2 separate regions of the Danio rerio genome follow, and region 2 is linked to region 1. A link is a contact called in public HiCAR-type data. All regions are on one chromosome and are shown on one strand. Each heading gives the region's core, a stretch centred on a gene start, on an enhancer-like site or on the middle of the called end of the contact. The rest is flanking DNA. Distances are from core to core; before and after follow the strand shown. Region 1 holds the start of drgx (dorsal root ganglia homeobox). Region 2 holds the start of lrrc18a (leucine rich repeat containing 18a).

Region 1 (7,667 bases), core at 2,256-4,755:
AAATATATCTGAAACATCCATAAATGTTTTTATGATGGCATTCAGTATGGCGGGTCTTACCTTTTAAAGTTGCCACTTGTGATAAAGCTTGCGCGTAAGTGGCTGTGTTCAGCAGAGTCCCAGGCAGACAGGATGGGAAAAAAGGTCCTCCCGAACCCACCACTCTGTTAATGCTGTACATGATGGAAAGAACCTGGCATTAGACCTCTTTAGAATGACAAACAGGAATTGCATGATTAGTAGATGTACACACTTCTGCTGGAGCTCCATTGGTTCTTTCTTGCTTCTGCTGTGGTCAACAGGAGACTGGTTGAGGTTTCGTGCAGGAGGATTGCCTTCATTCATTTGTTCTTTGCCTCCGTCCTGCTCCGAAGTTCCTCTTTCTGTTTTCCTCCACTTTGCTCTTCGGTTTTGAAACCAAACCTAAAGACAAAGGACAAAAACTAATGAATAACAAAGATTTGTTCTATGAATTTCATTAAAACTTAAATGTTGATTTAAATATATTTCTTCTGTGAAAAAAAAACATTATGGATTATTTTTTTTATTTTCCAATGAAGAAAAAGAAAACATACAATAACCTAAAGTTGTTTAATTTCAGGTTCTTCTTATTTTTTTAAATGTGCTGCCCATGTAGTCTAAAAGCCAGTGACTTATTTCAAACTTGACGAACACAACTGCTGAGCATATGCAGCGAAGTTCTTGTATGTTAATTGAATGAAGGTCATTGCCTATAACAACATTTAATTGAGCAATTTTTCATTATCATTTTTTAATGACTTCCTACTGACAGTCTCCCTGCTTCTGAGAGAGAACCATGATGAAGTCGTTTATTTCTCTATTTAGTGATTGTTTGACAACATCAGATTCGATTAAGTCTGTGCTCTCTAACACATTAATCATATTTGAATGGGAAAGGTTGCATAATGCGGCCATATCTCCACCGCCTGGCCAGCATTGTGTAAAGGTACAATGATGCGAGCAAACAAAACGCCACACACATACACGCCTATAGCTGCTGCTCTCTCCTCCACATAATATGACACAACAGTTTACTGGCAGGACAACAATATTCACAATGTAATTGTGGCAACATTATCTCACCCTTGCACCTTCCAGCTAGAAGTCATGATCCCCCAGCACTGAATGCTCCGTAATTGCACCATTAATCTCAATTTGCAGTTTGTTCTTAATGCAGCACAAGCCAATTGACACTTTAAAAACGGCGAGGCGCCCACTATACTACAACAACAAAAAAAGAAAATTTATTTCCTAATAATAACGTAAGTTTAATATCCCTGCATGCTGCGACCGATTCATGTTCAGATTTAATAATAGGAATCGGGTAATCCGATTAGAGAGAAATAATTTGTTTACAATCCCTAATTTACAGCCGCGAATTCCATTATCGCGTCGCAGTCATTGGTTTTAAGCGATAGTAAGATGACCCTGGGGAACAAAAGGGAAACTATTATATTTCCGACAATTAGATCTGAGCTCAGAAGGCAACCCAAAAGCAAATCTGGAATGCAGGAAATTGCATCCAGACACATTGAATGCAATTACACGTGGCCGACTTGATGTTATTTGCAAGGCCGCAGAATATGAAATCGGAGGTTTCAGGTGCAGCCTTCTCGGGACGTTTGTCTCGCATCCTTGCTCCATTTGCTGAAACGCGGAAATGGCAGTGCATCTAAGCAATTTTTATACCTTAGAGACGAGGGCAAATTAGTGGAGAACATTACCACTAGTTAATTATGAATGACCGATTAATCAACCTAATCTAATATTCCACATTATGTTGATGTTATTAAAGCGCATCACGGAAATGACAGAGTGGCTTCATTTATTTTCTTTGGCCAAACGTGCAGTGAGCGCCTTTATACGTGATGTCTCTGTGCATCTGGACTGTTGTGGGAAGACTCTCACCTGGACGCGAGCCTCTGTCAGGTTGATTTTCATAGCCAACTCTTCCCTCGTGAACACGTCTGGATAGTGCGTCTGTGCAAAAACCGCCTCCAAAGCCTCCAACTGTGGAAAGATTGAATTGTGTTCGTTGCGTCAATTTAAAATTCAGAAACAATTGTTCGTTCCCCGAGTATGAATGGTAAGTTAAAACTTACCAAAACTGACTTACATTTTAGTACAAGTAAGATGATGACAAAGTGGTAGAAATTCATCATACTGCTTGACCGCAATTATTTAAAATAATTATAGGAATTCTATATAGATAGGCTACATAAAGAAATGAAAACATTTGACAGTGTCTAGGCCTGCATGCACTTCGGCCTTTTCTTTATAGGCTATCTTACGTTTCCATCTGTGTCAATTAAAGCTTTAATAAATAAAGGTGTAGCTAAAAGATAAAGGAATTTTCGCAGTGATGCAATAAAAGATTCCTCAAAGGGAACAGTTTAGAACAATTTACCATAACCCTTTAAGGTGCATTTCTTAAGAATATTTTTTATGGCCTACATCTTTTATTGAATACTTTTATAAATAGTAATATGCAATTAAAACAATGATAACCAACTTAAGGGTTAATATGAAGAAAAGAGCCTATATAGTTTTTTAAATACAAGAAACTTTTTTGCTACATAGAAACACTTTGGAAATGTTACATGAATGTTAAAATGTAAATGAGTTTAACAAAATGGTTTTCCCTTTTGCTTTACAAAAAAATAAAACTTTACTTCCTAAAGGTGTCTGTTTACGTACATTTAAAAATGCGAAGCAATGTCAAAACGGTCGTTTATAAAACAGTCATTATAATGCAAGCTATAACAGTTTGATTTTGTATCAATCTGTCATTTTTGCTCCTCGCTGTTTTGGTACCTGTTGTAAGGTGAAAGTCGTCCTGTTTCTTCGTTGTTTTCTGCGCAGAAAACCGTCATCAAAGTCTCCAGAGGCGTGATTCCCGAACCCATTTGTGTTCACTGTTTTAAACAGGAACGCAACACTTTTAAAATAGAACATTTCAACAGGACAATAATATGCGTTATGCGTAATATGCGTTTTCCATTATTTCCGTTCGTTGCCTCTCGCTTAATAATACTGGACTAATTCACAGAGAGCAGTTGATTCATTGTGGAAACCACAGAGTCACTTTACACAATGGGAAACCGTGACCAACAAAATGCCAGCTGAAAGGCATGACATCTAACATCTGTTCTCAGACAGACTGCAACAAAAAGTCTCAGCTGGGCGGCTGTCAAGCGCGCGATCACATAACCATGTGGCAAAACATTAAAGTCCACAAAACAAAACATAAGCACAGGCTAATTATTAAGTAGCCTAACTTTAATAATGCACATCATCAACATAGAATCAACATCACAGCAGGCGAAAAAAGACATACGCAATAACCGAAAGCGCTTCATTTTTATCAGATTTAAAATAGGCCTAGCCTATATAGAAAAAAATGTTAACATTTTGATTCTTACTTACATGTGTTGGTCCTGCAGCACTCTCCTTCTAACTGTGGAGGACAGTGAAAGTAAAACATGGTGCTTTGCGAGTGGAGAGAATAATTCACTCTGCAAAGAAAAACAGCCAAACGTCAGCTGTAAAGCTCTCCAACTCTCACTTGCGTCTTACAAACAACTTAAAACTATGCTAATACATTTCTGCTAGCACATAAAGTAAAAAAACCCGCATCCGTACCAGTGGACGGTCCGTGTGCAGTAGGGTTTCCTCGCGTCTCCTGCTCAACCTCAGCTGAGCAGTTTCACTCCCACCGTCAATCACTGAGCGCTCCGGTTTATCCGCTCTCGCGCGCGCAAGGAGGGAGTGACCAGATGTCTTTGTGACTGTTTACAGCATGACAACACTCGCCTTTATAATCTCCCACGTAATTGCAATTAATCAGATTTGGGTTTTCAAGTCGTTTGGATAGGTTCTCCGGATCGCGCACGTGGTGGTAAACGTCAAAACCCTCCGAGGCGTTCGAGCTACTCCAAAAGTGTAACTTTATCTCGATGCATGCATGCTATTCCCAAAACACAAACACGCGGGCACAAGCGCGATGCACTTTTACACAGTTGCTTTTTATATTAAAAATCTAGATGACTGTTTTTGAATTTAAAATTGGCTGTCAGACCAGTAATTGCTCATTATATGGGTTAGGGGTCCACTTTATACGAGAATCCACTGGCTGCGCGCTCGCAGGTCCAAATTTTGATTTTGTTCACAGCAAGGGGTCCGAGGATTTATTTCCCACTCTCGCGTAAATGATATGCAGCGGGACCCTTTCAATTACTTTTAAAACGCACGCGGGACGCCGCGCGCAGACACCGCCGCTCCTCTGCTGCTGGAAATGAGGCTCCGAGTAGCAGCTGAAATTTTGAAGTGCGGGACGGTATTGGATGAAATCACATAAACTGCAAAAAAGCAAGTGTAATGGTGCATAATTGGTTCTCTAATAGCATTACACAAGGATAATAGCCTGTTATGGCCCCCTGCACTATTAAGTGCTTCCCTGGCGTAGAACGTTTATGATATTAAGAGGGGAATATAATGATATTTTAGTTATTAAATGCGTGTAATTAATTTATGCACCGCTGAAAATAAAGTTGGTATTATGATCTCGTCAAAATGCATCGGAAACTGGGGGACGAGCTCTGTGTAACTTCCTGACATTTGTATTATTGTTCTGAACGGAGATATATTTAGACAGATCCAAGCTTTAGATTGGCTGATTTCTGCGGGGAGAGACGAGAGGGAGTGTTGCAGTAGTATATGTGCTTGCTCAAATGAATGTCATAAAGCGCTCGAGTCCTAAAAGCGCACGTGCGACGGAATAATTGCTGTTTTTCTCAGAAACTTTCAGTACCACGGCCAGCGACCGGAAAATGCTCGTGCACGAATACGTCCAACGTAAAAAAAAATCTTTTGTATTAATACGCTACAAATGAATAATTAAAAATATATTTATTTTTTGATCCTTTTTATTTACAACAAACAAACAAAACGTTTAAAGTGAGGTTGGAAATCGAGTGCTTGCACAGGGTTTCTACAAGTTTCATCGTCTTTTTAAGTCCCTTTTTTAAGACCATCAAGATTGAAATTTAAGACTTAAAGGGCTAAACGTTCTGGATTGTTTTAAATGGCCTAGCATAATTTTTTTATTCACTTTCTCTGTTTAAAAAAACAAACAAAAACAAATTCTAGTTATTTCTAAGCCACATATTTTAAATAAAATTTCAATAACATTTAATTCTGGAAGGGCATCCACTGCGTAAAAACTTGCTGAATAAGTTGGCGGTTCATTCCGCTGTGGTGACCCCGGATTAATAAAGGGACTAAGCCGACAAGAAAATGAATAAATGAATTTCAAAACAATCAGACCCTAGTTTTATACATACTAATAAAAAAACTCTTAAAAAAAACTTCAATAAACTAAATGTGTGCACAACAAACTGGCATAATATTAATTATTAATAGAGTTTTATGAAAGTGTTTTTGAGATATATTGTCGATGTTTGAATGTGTGTTGTATTGATTACATAAACAAAGGAAAATTAATGTTTAAAATGATTTAAGATATACAAGACAATTCAGTGAAAAGTCTGTGAATGTAAGACTTTTTAAAGCATAAAATTTAGACATTAAGACATTTTAAGACTTTTTTTTTTAGTTCCAACAGGCACCCTGTACATATAAAGCTTTCAAATATTATTTTCACAAAACTTGTAAAAGAAAAATTTTTTTGGTTAGTAAAGAATATTTCAGTAATCTAAATTACTTTTTTTACTTACATATTTTTGTGCACATAGAAAATTTATAAATAATCTTTATTTATAATAATAATATATATATATATATATATATATATATATATATATAGTTATTGAAATGCATTTTAAATATAGTTCCTTAAAATATTCATTTACTGTAGTTTGACAAGAAAAGCAGACAAAAGCAATAACTAAAAATGTGATATATTTGTGAAAATGTTTTTATTGCTTATGTTCTAACTCACACTGACAAACAAACAATATAGGACACACAGCAATTTGACGCAGTAACTTACAATGAACCCTGGTCCCTGAGAGCCCAAGGCACTGTGATTAATGTGCAACACAAAAATCATGTTTTTTTTTTTAAGGTAGTTCATCTTCCTGCTCATCATCCAGTGATGTATTCAATTTCCTAGATCATATTAATGAAACATACTAAGGAGTTGTTGTAAAGGATGATGTTTATTGTGTAACTTTTAATGAATACATTTAATTGTTCAAATGTACACAGTATTCCCCAAACAGCAGAGCTGGCTGCTTCGCACATCGCAATTACATTAAATCTCATTTGTTCTAAGTGAACAAATAGTAAGTGGAAGTTGAGGTAGATACTCTCAAGACATTAAATAATCTCATTTCAGATTTTAAATTCAAAACCATGGCAAATATCATGTAAACAAACTGGCACAAAGCACCGTTATAGGGTGAAAGCCCTACATAAATGTACATTTTCCATTATTGCCAAAAAAACAACAGTATTACAATATTATTCTAACAGTATTGTAATATATCTGGTCTCGCCAAAAGTACCCAAATAACACATTTACAAGTTCAAGTAATTTCCAGGAATTGTACAAAAACAAACAAAAGAGCAGCAAACAAAAAAAGGAAGACAACATGCATTTCTTTCATACAATATGAACATTTTACAACAGTTGGGCCAGTACAAACCTTTTTTGTACCTTTTCACAGCCAGCGGAGTTCTGGAAAGTTTATTGAAATGAACTGCATTTAACATTTTTGCACTAAATCACCTGCATTCCCAAGGGTGAGGTATACATTCTGATTGGAGTGTCTCGGTTAATAGCTTTTAATATGCTCCGTTTACCTGTAGTCAGCTTTAAGCTTCCACATCCCTTCCTTCCCAGGAAGCCTATGGAACTCACAGATATTATTCAGCAGTTCTCTGAACACTGGCATCTGTGTGGAAGTGAGCCTGGGAGTGAAATACTCCAGGATCTCCTTTGTGCTGGCCTGGCCGTCCACCTGAGCCTGGAAGGCCACAAAGTTCCTCAGGTCCACCAGAAGCTCGTCGTGTTCTGTAGGAGCTGCATTCACGGCAACAGACTGCGTACTTTCCTCTTCTTCATCCTCTTGACTCTGGGGTTTTTTGAGGTGGTTTCTAGCCCTCATTCGAGCGAGGAGAGAAGATGAGGAGAGAGATCCAGATTCATCCTCCGCTCCTTCACCGCTGAAGTGAGCAGCAGATCCTGGCTTCTTTACCACGGACTTCTTTACAATCTCTGCATCCTGTATTTAAAAAAAGAGAGCGTTTAATAACGGTTTATTATTCTTCAGGGGTTTGACAGGATATTGTTTCCATATAGATGTACCTTGCATTTCTCTGCTGATTTTGTCATTGTCCCAGAGGATTGAGAAAGAAGGGAGTTTTTCTTCTGGCCAAACCTTTTTCTAAGAAGAAAACAGATGTTTAAACAGTTGCACATTACTATTAATAAACTGTAGTGTTACTGTAGTTATAAACTAATTACTTCTAAAATCAGGAATTGCAGAATCTGCTTTCAAAATAAAATTTGATAAAATAATACAGAATGTCATAAATTTTGGATGAAAAAGAAATTAAAAAGAGTACTGTACACCTTAATACAAACTTGAAATATTGAATATTAATACTCAAATATAAAAAAA
Region 2 (7,667 bases), core at 3,452-5,951, 90 kb before region 1:
AATGGAATTAATATTAACAGTGTTTTCCAGTGGCTTCAAAGTTGAAGAGTTGTACAGTTATATAATGCATGTTTTTTAATGATGCTGTACAGGTTACAGATCCGAGGACCCCTTGGTGGATAGAAACATACTTTGAAAAATTGTTGTCATTTAAAGTCCCGTTCACATTAAGAATGAAAACTTTGAAAATATTAGTGTCCACGTCAGCTGATGATTTAGTGGTGTTGCCATTCATTAAATCAAATTCCTGTTTTTTTTAATATATTAGGCACAGTTTATTTTTAATTTTACAATTATCATTACAGTTATTGTATGACGTTGACTTTACATCTTTAAATATACAGTGGGGAAAATAAGTATTGAACACGTTAGTTTTTTTTCCTGTGAACTATATTTCTAAAGGAGCTTATTACATAGAATTGAACCATATTTTTGTAAAAACCCAAACAATACAAACATAAAAATAAAACAAAACAAAAAAAATTGAAAAATGAGTAATAACATTTGTAATAACAATGGAATGACACAAGGAGAAAGTACTGAACTACCAAAATGTATTTAATTCTTTATATGAAATTATTTTTTAATTATGGCAGCTTAAAGACGCCTCTCATATGGACAATGAAGTCATATTAATTGCTTAGGTGTGACTTTTTTCCACAGACTTCAACAGTGTAAAACTCTTTGATAGTTCTGTGGGTCTCGTCTATCAAATCTGATCTTTAATTTGTATTATATATTAGATTGAAGTCTGGTGATTGGTTGGGCTATTGTACAGCTTGATTTTTCTTTCTCTGAAAGCATTTAAGAGTTTCCTTGGCTGTATTTTGGATCATTGTCTTGCTGAAATGTAGACCCTGGTTTCATGTTCATTGTCCTGATAATGTAGATGTTGGATTGAAGCAACTAATATTCATTTACAGTGATGAAGAGCAGAGGGTTGCTGAAGAACTACACCTCCCTTTCATCATGTGTTCAATAGTTCACTTTTTCCCTGTGTCATTTTGTTTTATTATGCATAACATAATTTGTAAACTAATTAGATTTGCTTTCTTTGCATATATATATATTTCTTTGGTTGCTATCAACATCTGGTGAAAATTTCAAGTCAACAGCTTCTTTAGAAATATGTTTTCTAAGAAAAACTATGACATGTTAAATACTTATTTTCCCTGCTGTATATTTTACAATTTTATTCTATTTAAACCATTCACTCTATCTTTAGAGGCACGATAAAGCTTAGTTTGACACATATTTTTTTTCCTTTCATTAAAGATAGATTGAAATCAATCAATGACTGATGGAACCCTGCAAAACCTTTAGTTAATTCCATAAAATTTACAGGAGGAGACATTTTTAAAGAGTGTTGTCATTATGTGTAAAGGTTGTTTTATTGGTATCTCCAGCAGGTCTGGCCTGCTCTTTGTGAAAACCAGGAGGTGAGGTAGTAATCCACTGCCGCCAGATTTCTTGACTGCCTCGTGCTACAGAGTTTGGCGAGATCAGCCCTGAAAAATTACTCTTCTTTTGCAAGCTATCTAGCTTTTTCTTTCTGCACCTTTCTAGACAAGGGTGGCACAAATCTCCCTCTCTCGCCAAATACAGATTTCCAGTCGTCTTCATAGAATCTGAATCTTGTCCGTCCCGCTGCCTGTAGACCACAGGGTTGCGTTTGGTGTTTAGCTTTGTCAGGTTGGGCAGCACGCGGGTGCATTCAGGCACCTGTGTGAACAAATTATCAAAAAGTCCGAGTTCTGTCAGGTTTGTCAACCCAGCCAAAGTGGGAGGAAGAGCGTTTAGACGATTCATACCCAAGTTCAGAACTTGCAGGTTTCTTAAACTTCCTATTTCGGGCGATAAACCAGCAGAATCCAGATTGTTGTTGCAGAGGTTGAGGTGAACCAATGATCTCAAAAGTCCGATATTTTCAGGAAGCCGCTCGATTTGGTTGCTGTGAAGATCTAACCAACGCAAGCCAGTGAACTGGCCAATGAATTCTGGGATTGTTTTCAGTTTATTGCGGCTTAGGTCAAGTTCTTCAACATTTCGTAACTTTAGGAGGCATTTGGGAAATGTGGCGATGCCTACATTGCTCAGATCAAGTCGTAGTTTTCCTTCTGGTGTTGCTCTGAGGGCATTTTTAGCCATTTTCAATGTGATCTTTGTACCTTTGGCTCCTGCCGCTCTCTTCCCTTTAGCCATGGAGCTGCACAGACACAGATTAATGGTTAAACGCTTCTGAAGCATCTATTTGATTAAGTCTTAACTGGAGTCATGTAATTATTATCTCAGGACCTTGTAGCTTTAAACATGTACGACTTAATGATGGGACAGTTTAGCTGTTTGCACTGGGAAAGAGGAAATCATGTATGCCCACAGGCGAGATTAGGGGCCGCGGAGGTGTTGGCCATTAATATTTACACCCAACTCACTCACTCACTCACCCAGCTCACCCTAAAGGTATATTTTAGGATAATTTCGTTCTCTAATTAAGGCTAAGCCAGATAACAGCGGCCAACACATATCTAGGGAAAAGCTGTTTGTGTTTTCTGTCTGATTGATCCAGGGCGGCGCTAGCTATCCGTGTGACTGCGTGGAGAGAGTCAAATCAGTGCTTTGATAAATGACACTAGAAAGAGATTTAAACTTGCTCCCTTCATATCTTCCCATTAAAAAGGAGGAGTGGCTGCATTGTAAGCCCTTTGGCGACTCATTAATCACATTGGTAGATGGGCTAATACGGTTCGTACTGTTTCTATTAGACCTTTTGTTTTTGAATCCGTTGCATCCGAGAAGTGCAATTACAGAGAGCTGACCATCGGCGCGATCCATTTTCATGTTGTTTGTGATTCGCTGATTCTGAACCCCTCCAAACGCAGAGAAAATTGAACGGTGTTTGCTATTTTTCGTGACATATGGAATATAATAGATGTCACAACTACATGATTTCGAAGCAGGAGTCGTTTGTAAATGGAATTTACTTTCTAACTGAGGAATATGGATTTTTTTGGAGGAATTGTTTAGTCAGGCTAGTGTAAACCAGAATATAATTTAGTAAAAGTGATTTTAAAAATGTTATATGTGATATGTAAACATAATATTGAATACAATCAAACTTTTTTGTTGCTTTTAAAATGCGAATAACTAGTTAGATGCCTTTTTTGTATGTGTGTGTAACAATATGATGGATTAACATTTATTGTCTTTGATAGTTGTGCCACTACTTGTACCTTTAGTCACTTTACTATTATTTCGTAGATGTAAGGAGTCAATCAAGGGTCATATATATATATATATATATATATATATATATATATATATATATATATATATATATATATATATATATATATATACTTGCAAAATAAAAGAAAGATTTGCAAACAAAAAATAAAGTATTGAGCAAAAATAAATAAACAAATAAATGCAAATCTTCAAAAATCGCAAAGCAAAAATTTATTTTTGAGAAATAAAAAATTATTTTGCTAATAAAAATAAAGAACTGCAAAGGGAAAATTAAGTTTTGAGAAATAATAATGAAATTATATATATATATATATATATATATATATATATATATATATATATATATATATATATATATATATATATATATATATATAATTAAATAAATAAATAAAAAAATAAAATATATTCAACTGTGAGTTCGCGATGCTGTTTGTCGTAAACGTCCAAGTTCCCTTGACTCCGCCCCCTCGTCGAAAAAAGAAACGCACAGACATGGGAAGTGCAAAGTGTGAATAGCATTGCCAAATCATGGATGACAGCAAAGCAAATCAAAATGAGCATTGCAATTGACTGGATGGTTTTTTTTTAAAGGCAATGCTACAAATACGTTTTGTGAATATTTGTATATGTATATTATCTATTATATATATATATATATATATTTTTTTTTTTTTGCAAATATTTTAGTTTTTTTTTTAATTTCCTAAAACTTAATTTTCCCTTTGCAGTTGTTTATTTTGTTATCAAAATTAATTTTTATTTTTCAAAAAATAAGTTTTTTTTTGCTTTGCGATTAGTATAGTATACAGTATACAGAAGTATACATATGACCTTACACTATCAGAAATAAAGGTACGCGATCATGCACCCCAGTGACAGATTACGTACCTTTATTTCTTTTCAAAAGGTACACATTTGTACTAAAAGAGTCCATATTTGTACCTCAAACTTATATATTAGTACCTACACATTTTAAGACAAACACTTTTGTACTTTTTTGGTACTAATATGTACCCTTGAGATAATAATATAGACCTTTAGGGTACAAATTTAATCTTTTTGAAAAGGTACCACCCCAGTGACAGCTCGCTTACCTTTATTTCTGAGTGTGTAGATTGACTCCATATAGATGCAATGAAACACTTTTATTATCTTTTAACATTTGTGTGACCTTTGATATTTTTTCTGTGGTTTAACACTTTATGGCAGTCTCAGAAAAGCTAAAACGATTAACGTTAATAGGATTACACAAAAAAGTGTGTGGAAAAAAACATAATTTTGCCCCAACCCACTATTGTTACTCAGGATTAATTTCATGCTCTCTCCGCTGTAAAGGAAGACTTAAATACGTTTATTTTACTCACGGTTTTTATATACGGTCCACAACAGAATTGCTTGAGAGTCAGGGGAGGATCTTCAAACTGTAGACCAAAAAGAAGCTTTGTCCTGTTTAACTTTAGTTACCAAGCAACGCTAGCACAGGGCTCCAGGAGTTTTATTGTCCTGTGACCAGAGCTGCACAAAAGAAAGGGGAGTAAGAAGTGTTGCAGCATTTGTGTTTTCACACTCACTCAGATTACATTTCCAGAATGTTATTTGAGGCCCAGGACATTAATAGTTTCACCTATTAGCCACGAGCAAACTTCATATTTTCTTTTCTGTCTTTCTTTCTTTACATGTGGGAGTAGTGAGAAATGCATGATCAACTTGCATGCATGTCAAATCACTTGTGATTTTGCATGTTTGGGGTCTCTTTTTGTGATCTGCTTATGTGTGTGAAGGACAAAACAATCTTCTATGGTAGTACTTTGTGCTAATAGTTATTTTCAAAAACCTATAGATGGCAGTATTTACTCCTTTAAGGGCTTGGGTTGGACGATGGAAGAAAATTTTACCCTTGTTTCCACAAGAATGTGTATGTTTCTATTTGGCTCTTCTGTCTGCTGAAAGACCATGAGCTTTCTCTGTTCCCCAACCTGTTGCTATGCAACTATAGCAGACTTGGGTTGGATGACTAGTAAATTTAGGATCTTTAAAGAAGTAAACAACCAAATGTGCAGTAGGCCTAACAGCACATTTGTTATTGATTAAAATTTATTTAGAGACAGTAGCACATTTCTTTGCTTAACAATAAAAAAAATCCATAAAATTTGTCTTGCTCTGTTTTTACAGAAAAACATCAGCAGTTGAGAAGACCGTCTTAATTAAATGGCAGGTAATGTGAACCGTCAGTTACTTTGATCATTCATTCATTAATTTATTTACTTTTCGGCTTAGTCTCTTTATTAATCTGCGGTCGCCACAGCGGAATGTACCGCCAACTTATGCAGCATATGTCCTCGCAGCGGATGCCCTTCCAGCTGCAGCCCATCGCTGGGAAACACCCACACACTCCTATTCACACACATACTGTACACTACAGACAATGTAGCCTACCCAATTCACCTCTACCGCATGTCTTTGGACTTGTGGGGGAAACCGGAGCACCCGGAGGAAACCAACATGAACACGGGCAGAACATGCAAACTCCACACAGAAATGCCAACTGACCCAGCCGTGGCTTGAACAAGCGACCTTCTTGCTGTGAGGCGATCGTGCTACCCACTGTTAACTGTTATTTGTTACAGTATATAAATGCTGCTTTTACAGTAAAAATGAATCCTATATTTTTTTTCCTCTGTGATTTACATTAACCTGAACATATCTTGTTTTAATTTCTACTGTTTTTGACCGTGTTCATTTATTTATTTTCCTTAGAGGGGTGAAATCAGCAACTTTGAATACCTCATGCATCTAAACACACTTGCTGGACGGACCTACAATGACTTGATGCAGTATCCTATCTTTCCCTGGGTCATCGCTGATTATGAATCAGAGGTAAAATGAACATGCATGCAAACTTGAGATGCTTGAATTTTTTTTTTTTTTGTGATGCTGGAAATTGTTTTGTTTGTTGATCTTGTTAGACTCTGGATCTGTCCAGTCCTGCTACATTCAGAGATTTGTCTAAACCAATGGGAGCTCAAACTGAGAAGAGAAAAGAGAAGTTTATTCAGAGATACCTTGAAGTGGAAAATAATGATGGTAAACCATAACTATTTATGTACTTTTCTGTTCTCACTCACTTTCCTGGCTTAGTCCCTGAATAATCAGGGGTCGTAGAATGAACCGCCCTACTTTTCTGTTTTTATATACAATTATTGTGTGTTTTGTGTGTTTTTTTATGTTTTCTTTTCTTTTCTTTCTAAACTCTGAAGGAACCATTCTGATTTAGTTAACCAGTCTGAAATTAAAAGTTTTGTTGTGGTTTCTAACCTTCATTTCACCCTCATCTCAACCAACATCTCACCAACATTTCAAAGCAAACTTTGTAAAAAAATAAAAAATAAAATAAATAATAATAATAATAATAATAATATTAAGACTTTGCAGTTTAGAAGTATTATGGGGAAATTTCTTTATTGATTTGTTTAATTTCATCCTATGATATTACTATTTCAGCTACCTCCACCACTACTACTACTACTACTACTACTACTACTACTACTACTGTACTACTACTACTACTTCTACTACTACTACTACTACTACTACTACTACTACTAGTAATAATAATAATAATAATAAAAATAATAATAATAACAACTATAATAAAAATAATAATAATGATAATTACAATTAGTAAATTGCATTAATGAAACGATTAATAAACAGCCATTATCGTGTGCCTAAATATTACTTTTAGGGCTTGCAACAGCAGCTTTTAAAAAAACAAAAGCTGAATCAGACAAATTATATGGATTAAAGCATTTAGGGAACTGCACTAAGTTATAAAAAAAATTATAAAAATGATATATTAATAATATATTTTATTTAGTGAAAGTTTTATGAGTTTTTCTATGTGCACTGCGTGATTTAATAACACTTTCATATTCTATTCAATTCAATTCAGCTTTATTTGTATAGCGCTTTTACAATGTAGATTGTGTCAAAGCAGCTTCACATAAATGGTCATAGTAGCTGGATCAGGGTAGTTCAGTTTTTAGTGTTTAAGTTCAGTTCAGTTTAGCTCAGTTCAGTGTGGTTTGAAATCATTACTGAGAGTCCAAACACTGAGGAGCAAATTCATTGATGTGTAGCTCTACCGATCCTGAACCATGCAAGCCAGTGGCGACAGCGGAGAGGGCAAAAAAACTTCACCGATAGGAGAGTGAAGAAAAAAACCTTGCGAGAAACCAGACTCAGTTCGGCATGACCATTTTAATTTCTCCGCTGGCCAAAAGTCTTGTGCAGAGGTGCAGTCTCAGCGGTGGAGGCTGGAAGCTGGCCTCAGCGAAGATTCGTCTGTCCCTGGAGCGTCACTGAAATCAGACTCATGCTCTCCACTCCCCCATGACCACCAGTGCAGCAGCAGCTCA

Evidence for each region. HiCAR-type assays count read pairs that join an accessible place to other places.
Region 2: a contact with region 1 is called in a HiCAR-type map of caudal fin, with 3 times the contacts expected there. The contact joins the promoter of lrrc18a here to the promoter of drgx in region 1. A contact is called at or near these places in 3 of 18 Hi-C or Micro-C datasets (caudal fin, embryo and fibroblasts) and 1 of 4 datasets of contacts at active chromatin or transcription factors (caudal fin).

The regions. Positions count from the first base shown.
Region 1 is chr13:34,308,261-34,315,927 of GRCz12tu, reverse strand. drgx (dorsal root ganglia homeobox) reads right to left here and starts at 3,505. Exons shown (of 6, transcript NM_001037105.1): 1 at 3,448-3,505; 2 at 2,836-2,936; 3 at 1,930-2,031; 4 at 254-423; 5 at 61-173. The coding sequence starts at 3,505. It overlaps ercc6 (excision repair cross-complementation group 6), which reads right to left. Exons shown (of 20, transcript XM_683880.10): 19 at 7,352-7,430; 20 at 6,182-7,268. The coding sequence ends at 6,843.
Region 2 is chr13:34,399,937-34,407,603 of GRCz12tu, reverse strand. It overlaps lrrc18a (leucine rich repeat containing 18a), which reads right to left and starts at 4,701. Exons shown (of 2, transcript XM_005156961.6): 1 at 4,614-4,701; 2 at 266-2,206. The coding sequence starts at 2,202. The coding sequence ends at 1,357. wdfy4 (WDFY family member 4) reads left to right here. Exons shown (of 63, transcript XR_012388779.1): 48 at 1,410-1,444; 49 at 5,422-5,464; 50 at 6,007-6,126; 51 at 6,216-6,333.